Regions from separate parts of the Pan troglodytes genome. Here region 1 is linked to region 2. A link is a contact called in public HiChIP or PLAC-seq data. All regions are on one chromosome and are shown on one strand. Each heading gives the region's core, a stretch centred on a gene start, on an enhancer-like site or on the middle of the called end of the contact. The rest is flanking DNA. Distances are from core to core; before and after follow the strand shown. Region 1 holds the start of PSMC3IP (PSMC3 interacting protein). Region 2 holds the start of VPS25 (vacuolar protein sorting 25 homolog).

The links. HiChIP or PLAC-seq counts read pairs in DNA pulled down with a chosen protein or histone mark.
Region 1: an H3K4me3 HiChIP or PLAC-seq map of stem cell-derived excitatory neurons shows a contact between it and region 2, with 2.5 times the contacts expected there. The contact joins the promoter of PSMC3IP here to the promoter of VPS25 in region 2. A contact is called at or near these places in 1 of 7 Hi-C or Micro-C datasets (stem cell-derived neural progenitor cells) and 1 of 1 datasets of contacts at active chromatin or transcription factors (stem cell-derived excitatory neurons).

The regions. Positions count from the first base shown.
Region 1 is chr19:25,565,018-25,569,343 of NHGRI_mPanTro3-v2.0_pri, forward strand. PSMC3IP (PSMC3 interacting protein) reads left to right here and starts at 1,345. Exons shown (of 8, transcript XM_001164255.8): 1 at 1,345-1,614; 2 at 1,706-1,806; 3 at 1,962-2,051. The coding sequence starts at 1,434.
Region 2 is chr19:25,370,959-25,375,473 of NHGRI_mPanTro3-v2.0_pri, forward strand. It overlaps VPS25 (vacuolar protein sorting 25 homolog), which reads right to left and starts at 1,992. Exons shown (of 6, transcript NM_001252014.3): 1 at 1,906-1,992; 2 at 1,556-1,701; 3 at 733-786; 4 at 1-52. The coding sequence starts at 1,958.

The DNA of each region.
Region 1 (4,326 bases), core at 95-2,594, 190 kb after region 2:
TCATTTCTAATTTCTTTTTTTTTTTTTCTGAGACGGAGTCTTGGTCTGTCGCCCAGGCTGGAGTGCAGTGGTGCGATCTCTCACTGCAAGCTCCGCCTCCCGGGTTCACGCCATTCTCCTGCCTCAGCCTCCCGAGTAGCTGGGACTACAGGCGCCCGCCACTACGCCTGGCTAATTTTTTGTATTTTTAGTAGAGATGGGGTTTTCACAGTGTTAGCCAGGATGGTCTCGATCTCCTGACCTCGTGATCCGCCCGCCTTGGCCTCCCAAAGTGCTGGGATTGCAGGCGTGAGCCACCGCGCTCGGCCCTTTCATTTCTAATTCTTAATATTGTCTCCTAAACGTGCAGAGACAAGCACATGTTTTAAAGGCTAAGGAGGTTGTAGGTAGCAGAAGGCTTTAAAAAGTAGCACCTTACTCCACTGGATGGTTTGAGCTGCAGGGACAGCTGCTCTTTGGCCTTCAGCTCACCTCAGAAACTAGAAATATTTATTTCAGGCTCTGTCCCATTGGCCACTGTGGTCAGGGGTGGAAAGCACCTGCCAGGTGTTGCCCTGAGATTGTCTGGGCTAACAAACTTTTCCACAAGCTTTGTGGTTGAACAGTAGCCCCCTCCTAACCCTATCGTTCCTTGGCGTCCAAACTACAGTAGGTGTCGAGTGCCCCCTGGGTGCGAACCTCGGTATTAGGCAAATAAGGGTGGTTGCTCTCCAAGGCGCTTAGCTGTCCCCCCTTCCCACTTTTTTTTTGTTGTTGTTCGAGACTGCGTCTCGCTCTGTCGCCAGGATGGGGTGCAGTGGCGCGCTCATAGTGGCTCACTGCAGCCTCGATGTCCGGGGCTCTGGTGACCCTCCCACCTCAGCCTCCAGAGTAGCTGGGACCACAGAAGCGCGCCACCACGTTTAATTTTTTGTACTTTATTTGCAGAGATGGGGTTTCATGTTGCCCAGACTGGTATCGAATTCCTGGGCTCAAACGATCCGCCCGCCTCAGCCTCCCAAAGTGATAGGATTGCAGGGGTGACATGCCACTGCGCCCGACCAAGGCGCTTAGCTTTCTATTGTTTTCACAACCACTTTCCTACTACTATCTACTGTTCCTATTTTACAAATGACAAAACTAACCGACAAAAGAGCACTGGACCGTGGGACCAGAGCACGTCCCTGTGGGGTAACCTTGAGCTGGTCGCTTGCCCAGGGCGGCAGCGGATGTCTGAAGCGTCTTCCAGTCCCAACATTAGACCTAACTCAAGGTCACCAGCGCTCAGCTGCGGCTGGAACTGGGTCTCGAAACTTGAAGGCCTTCTCTGCTACAGCCTTCGTTCCCGGGAGCAGAAAGAGGAAGTTTCTTAGCCGTGGGCACGCCGGCGCCTTCGCAGAGGCCCATGGCTTGAGGTCCGGCCCGGATGCGCAAGTTCCGACCTGAAATGAACTATGGAGTCCGGGAGGGGTCGCTTTGCCCCTCCGGAAGGCTTCCCCTTCAGCCAATCACCGTTCGAGGCCCGCCCCCGTCGCCGGAAGGAGCCGTCGCCCCGAGCAACTACAACGTCCGGCTTTCTGAGTTGGGTGGCGGGAAAGGCGATGAGTAAAGGCCGGGCAGAAGCTGCGGCGGGAGGTAACGGCGGCGTGGGCGCGGGGAAGACCCGGGAGGGCAGTGGGTGAGGAGGTCGGTTGAGTGGCCCCCTCCCCTGCCTTTCTCTCCGTAGCCGCCGGGATCCTCCTGAGGTACCTGCAGGAGCAGAACCGGCCCTACAGCTCCCAGGATGTGTTCGGGAACCTACAGCGGGAACACGGATTGGGCAAGGCGGTGAGGACCTTCTCCCGGGATTCCCTCTCCGTCGGACTCCCTGGATTCAGGCTGGGGTCGTGCCCTTTGGAGCCTTGGGCGTTTTCCACATCACTGGCTGGATTTCCCCAGACCCAGGCTCAGACTCCTCTGATTGCTCCTCTCTCCTCTGCCAGGTGGTGGTGAAGACGCTGGAGCAGCTGGCGCAACAAGGCAAGATCAAAGAGAAGATGTACGGCAAGCAGAAGATCTATTTTGCGGATCAGGTGAGGAGAACCTGCGCCGATTGTCACCCATGAGAGCCCGACAACGGGTGAATCTACTCCTAGTGTGAACTCTTTGGGGACAAGGCCCCCCATGGAAAACTCACCTGTCTTAGGCCACCATCCTTAAATCAAGGTGTGTACTCCTCTTGTTAGGATCCCAACTTCACGAGGTTTCCAGATTTACAATATGATGGATGACAGAAGATTCTGTATTGTTGCTACCAAGATCCATTTCCGCTCCAAAGCTCTTATTCCTTATCATCTACATTAGCAACACCCTCTGCCAAATGATGTTCCTCCTGCCTCCATCCGATTCTCTAAACACACATATCAAATTTATATTCTCCAGCCCAGACCTCCAGCTGGAATCTGTCAGGCATTAATATCAGAGTCAAAATTGCCACAGTAGAATGCCTCATCTTCCCCCCACCCCGGACTGGTTTCTTTCTAACATTCTCCTCCCCTAATGGAATTACTCTTCACCCAAACCAGAAACTTGGGAGCAATTCTTGACTTCCTTTACTAGTCAACCATCAAGTCCAGCTGATTTTTCCGTTTTTTATTTTTTTTATTTTTTTTATTTTTATAGAGATGGGTCTTACTGTGCTGCCCAGGTTGGTCCCAACTCCTGGGCTCAAGTGATCCTCCTGTCTTGGCCTCCCAAAGTGCTGGGAGGACAGGCGTGAACCACAGAGACTGGCTGATTTTTCCATTCTTGAATCCACTCTCCTTTCCATCTGCCATGGTTGCTCTAGTTCACGCCCTCTTTATTTGTTGCAGTATCCTCCTAACAGATCTTGGCTCTTCAAACATATCTTAAACTCTTAAACATTGCAGTCAGAATGATCTGTCTAAATACATCTGGTCATGCACCTTCCCTATTTAAAACTCTTCAATGGCTCTCTAGTGCTGCAAAAAACATGTAAAAGGCACCGGAAGACGCCCCAGCCAGCCTCTGGCCTCACCAATCCTCATTATTTTTCTATCCACGAACACTAGATAATTCTGATGTGTTTTACTGCTCTGTCCTTTGCATGTTGTCTTCCCTGTACCTGCTTCTCTTCCTGGCCAGCTCTTTCTTTCCTTGAGGATTTCACTTAGACATCACCTTTTCCAGAAATCTTCCTTGAATGCTCCGAGCTACCTGTTTCTTTTTCAGGCCCTTACCATTTTTGTTATTGTTGTTGTTGTTGTTGAGACGGAGTCTCGCTCTGTCACCCAGGCTGGAGTGCAGTGGCACAATCTCGGCTCACTATAAGCTCCACCTCCTGGGTTCACGCCATTCCCCCGCCTCAGCCTCCCAGAGTAGCTGGGACTACAGGCACCCGCCACGAAGTCTAATTTTTTTTTTTTTTTTTTTTGGTATTTTTAGTAGAGATGGGGTTTCATCGTGTTAGCCAGGATGGTCTTGATCTCCTGACCTCGTGATCCACCCGCCTCGGCCTCCCAAAGTGCTGGGATTACAGGCATGAGCCACTGTGCCCAGCCTGGCCCTTACCTCTTTTGAGGCATGCTGTATTACAATTATTTTTACTTGTCTCCTTTATTCAACTGAAGTTCCTCTAGGGCAGACCCCATTTCTCAATTCATTTTTATCTGATCAGCACCTCCGCAGTATCTAACATCCAGCAGATATTACTCGTTAAACTGAACCAAACCACTTTTAAGGCTGACTTTCCTAAAACAGGCTGCATTGTGTTACTCATCTAAAGATAATTCTCTAAAGGAGGGTTTGGCAAACTTTTTCTGCAAATGGCCAGACAGTATTTTTAGGATTTGTGGGCCATATGTATCTCTTGTCATGGCTGGCTGTACAACTGCCACAACTACTCACCTCTGCCACTGTAGAACAGAAGCAGCTGTAGACTATGTAAATGAACGGGTGGGGCTGTTTCAATAAAATTTTGTTTTCAAAAACATGCATCTGGCAGGATTTGGCTTGCTGGCCATAGTTTGCTGGCCTCTGCCCTATAGGTTCACCTTGCCCAAGTGTAGAGTCCAGACTGCACTGGCTGGCATACTTTTTCAACCTGCTCCCCATCACCAACTGATGTGACCTCCCCCACCCCCACACTGATCCCCAGTGCAGTTCTTTTCTAGCAATGGCCCCTCATGAGAGAAGCTCCTCAGACTTACTGGAATCCCTTATCTACATGGATCCCAAGACCCAGCATAGTGGCTCATGCATGTAATCCCAGCACTTTGGGAGGCTGAGGCGGATGGATCACTTGAGCCCAGGAGTTTGAGACCAGCCTGGGCAACGTGGTGAAACCCC
Region 2 (4,515 bases), core at 742-3,241:
CGCCACATGATCAGGAAGCTGGACTTGCTCTTATCCAACCACTCGAGGTTCCCTGTAAAACAGATACTTATGAAAGCATAACCAGGCGCGCAGTGGCTTACACTTTGGGAGGCCAAGGCAGGAGGATTGCTTGAGCCCAGGAGTTCGAAACTAGCCTGGGCAACATGATGAGACCCTACAGAAAATACAAAAAATTCTCTCTATAGAAAATACAAAAAATTAGCCAGGTGTGTGGTGACACATGCCTGTGGTCTCAACTACTCAGGAGGCTGAGATGGGAGGATCACTTGAGCCTGGAAGTCGAGGCTGCAGTGAGATAGGACTGAGCCACTGCACTCCAGCCTGGATGACAGAGTGAGACCTTATGTCCCCACCCAAAAAAAAAAGTATCATGCTCTAAAAAGAAACAAAGAGGCAAAAAAATACCAAGGTGGGACAGAGTGGAAGAGACTCAGCTTTCAGAAAGAAAGATTCAATATTTATTTTACTATTATTATCTACAAGGCACTCATCCTTCTTCCACTTCTCTTCAGGTTTAGGGCACAGACAGAGATTTCAATTTTGTGTACAAAGAAGAAAGGACTTGGGAATTGGGCTGCCTACTTTACAGAAGACTCTGGCCTTCAAGCCAGGAGAGAGAAAAAGTTATTAAAGGGAAAAACACTTATCCTAATTTGCCCTCAGGAAAACCCAACTAGGAAGAAAAATAAGGAATCTGGGGAACTAACCCACCTTTCTTCCTCAGTTCCTCTAATACAATCTGGATCGACTCCACAGGAAGCTTTCCTGGTTTAAGGTTAAGGGAATGGCATACACATGAGTTGGGTAGGATAAAAATTTTCAGAGCCAGTCCCATGTTGAGAAACACCTGCCCCTTCCTCTCCCACACACATATGTGTGCAATTTCCCAACATGATATGAATTGGCACTTCCTGGATATTCAAAGGAGGAAGGTAAAGAGAAACTCTTCCAATTAAAAGGAGCGTTATGTGATTGTGCCACTGCATTCCAGCCTGAGCAAGAGAGGAAGACCCTGTCTCCAAAAAAAAAAAAAAAGAAAAGAAAGAAAGAAGCTTTAGAAAATGAAAGGTACTGTCATTCCTCACCCTCTGTCTGTTGCCTTCCTTCAGCCTTTCTCCACAGATATTTTAGGGATGAATCAGGCAGCAAAAACAAATGACCCTTACTTCCTGGCAGGAGGGGGGCAGAGAAAATAATTAAAGGTAGTTACCCAAGTCTGGGCCTCACACAGAAATGGATGGAAGATACAAATAGTCAAAAGGGTTTAGGTTAAAAAACTTGGAACTTGGCTTCAGGGCAGAAATTCTAAGACCTTAATGACATCCGAGCAGTCATCACTGCCAAGAACAAGAGGGTATGGTACTGCATTTGCCGGGGGAAAATGTCAGCTACACATTTTCACTCTTTAAGTCCAGTTTGGGTGGGAATCTGCCTACCATGGGTAAAAGGGGGCTGGCGCGGGGGTGCGTCTGGGCATGTGTGAAAGCGCAGAAGTGCATGTGTATGGGCTGTGGAAGAGCCTGAGGGAGGATACGCTGTAGCTTGACGTTGTTGAAGAGCGGGCTCTCCTGAGCTTCCATCACCGTCATGCTGGACTGTTTGTGCAGGCGGCAGAAGGACAGGACCAGCGAGCACCAGGCGGCCAGCTGCTTCTGCCGAGTGTCCACATTCGGTTGTAACCTGCCGGGTGAAGGGAGTGGGGCGCAGAATTAGAGGGCGGGAGGCAGCACTTGCCCGGGACGCATTTCAGGAAGAAAGTAAGGGACTGAGGGTGTTGGCGGACGGGTCTTTTCTCCCCCTCCCCATATGAAGCATCAGGGCTGAGCCCAGGGTCCGGGGGAGGGGAGGGAGGCACAGCGGGGCTTCTTGGGGTCTGAGCCTCACGTAAAGAAGGGTGGGAAGCGATACTGCCACGGCCACTCGAAACTCATCGCCATCGTAGTAGCCCAGGAAACCCGGAAGCTACCGGCTAAGGACTTCCGGCCTTCGCTTCCGCACGTTCGGGCAGAAGGCGATGCAGAAAGGTTCCGGACGCCTTTCTGGAAAGAGAGAGACCGGCAGGAGGAGTCCTCGTCATCAGCCAGTCCCTCGCTGTTATCCTAAAAAGCCCTATCTTTTGGAGCAGGAAGAGTCCTGGGAAGTCTTCTGGTTCAACCCCAGAGAAAGGTCATGTCTTCCCCAAAGCGGCGAATTTTTGTTGCTGAAGTAGAACGGCAAATAAAGCCCAGATCTCCAGATCCCAGCCTACCTTTGTTTCCTCTATACTAGGCTTCTTTTAATATTAACATTTCTGTGAATTGCCATTTAATTTGATCAACTCACAATTACCCAAACTCAATTCCAGTGTCCTTTGTTTTATTTTTAATTTTTTATTTATTTATCTGTTTATTTATTTTTGAGAATGGTCTCCCTTTGTTGCCCAGGCTGGAATACAGTGGCACAATCACAGCTCACTGCAGCCTCTACCTCCTGAGATCTGGCGATCGTCCGGCTTCAGCCTCCTGAGTAGCTGGGACTACAGGTGCACACCACCGCACCCAGTTATTAAATACATTTTGTTGTTGTTTTGGTACAGATGGGCGTCTCACCAAACTCCTGGGCTCAAGTGATCCTCCTGCCTCGACCTCCCAAAGTGCTGGGACTACAGGAGTGAGTTAACGCTCCCAGCAACCCGGCTAATATTTTCTAGAGATGGGCACTCACTATGTTGGCCCAGGTTGGTCTCAAACTCCTGGGCTCAAGCGATCTCCAGACCTCAGCCTCCCAAAGGGATAACAGGTGACCAACCCGGCCCTCCAATTTCCTTTGACTTCACCATTCCTCAGGCTCCTGCAGCACCCATGGGAGCACACTTTGTAGCTTGAATCACTAGAGACAGCCCTACTTCCATGATTCAGAGCTGCAGGCTTTGACCACAACCACCCATCTCTCACCTCTGCCATGACCTCGCCTTTCTTGTCTCAAGACCTAGGACCCCTTTTGGTTTTATCAGACTCCTTACCCAGCCTAAACTACTCAATTCTGTCCCCTTACCTACCTACCTACCTACAGGTCGGTTCCCAAACCAATGATCGTTGCTCCATTTCCCCCACCTCTTTTTTTCACTCCTGGGCTCTGGAGTATTGCTGGAAGAAAAATAACCAGAACATGTTTGCCAAGCCCTAGATTCCCTGACTAGCCTCACTACCGGGCTCTAAGGGCAGCTCCGTGATCCTTTGTCTTTTATTGACTCCGTCACCCTCAAGATAACTATTCAAACTTTTCCACATTCATCAAGCCACTCCACCTGTCCCCATCTCTCTGCTCTCTGCAGAACGCCTTTCATTCCTGCTTTATGAGATTGAGGCCATGCATGTGAACCCTTTAAGTTTTCCCTCTGTCTGTCTCTATACTTGATTCATCGCTCAAAAATTTCTCTCCACTTTTACTCCTTCTTTTTTTTTCTTTTTTTTTTTTTTGAGACGGAGTCTCGCACTGTTGCCGGGTTGGAGTGCAGTGGCTTGATCTCGGCTCACTGCAACCTCTGCCTCCCTGGTTCAAGCGATTCTCCTGCCTCAGCCTCCCTAGAAGCTGGGATTACAGGCATGAGCTACCACACCCAGCTAATTTTTGTATTTTTAGTAGAGACGGGGTTTCACCATGTTGGTCAGGCTGGTCTCAAACTCCTGACCTCAAGTGATCCGCCCACCTCGGCCTCCCAAAGTGCTGGGATTACCAACCGCATCCAGCCTACTCCTTCCTTTTGGACTCAGAAGAAGTGTTGCACCCTTTGGCATATGTTCTTGCCTCCCCTTTTCAACTTCCTCCAGGACTTCTCTATCATCTTCCCTCTCGCCCTTGCCCTTAGCTCCTCTCCCATATACTATAAATATGCACAGGCCTGCCTTAATTAAAAATATGTAATCCCTTGGCCAGGCTTGGTGGCTCACGCCTGTAATCTCAGCACTTTGGGAGGCCGAGGCAGGCGGATCACGTGAAGTCAGGAGTTGTTCAAGATCAGCCTGGCCAGCATGGTGAAACCCCATCTCTACTAAAAAATACAAAAAAATAGCCGGGCGTGGTGGTGGGCACCTGTAATCCCAGCTACTTGGGAGGCAGAGGCAGGAGAATCGCTTGAACCCGGGAGGCGGAGGTTGCGGTGAGCCGAGATTGCGCCATTGCACTCCAGCCTGGGCGACAAGAGCGAAACTCCATCTCAAAAAATAATAATAATAATTATATATATATATATTTTTTAGACGGAGTTTCGCTCTTGTCACCAAGGCTGGAGTGCAATGGCATGATCTCGGCTCACCGCAACCTCTGCTTCCCAGGTTCAAGCAATTCTGCCTCAGCCTCCCAAGTAGCTGGGACTACAGGCGTGCGTCACCACACCCAGCTAATTTTTGTATTTTTACTAGAGATGGAGTTTTACCATCTTGGCCAGGCTGGTATCGAACTCCTGACCTCATGATCCACCCGCCTCGGCCTCCCAAAGTGCTGGGATTACAGGCG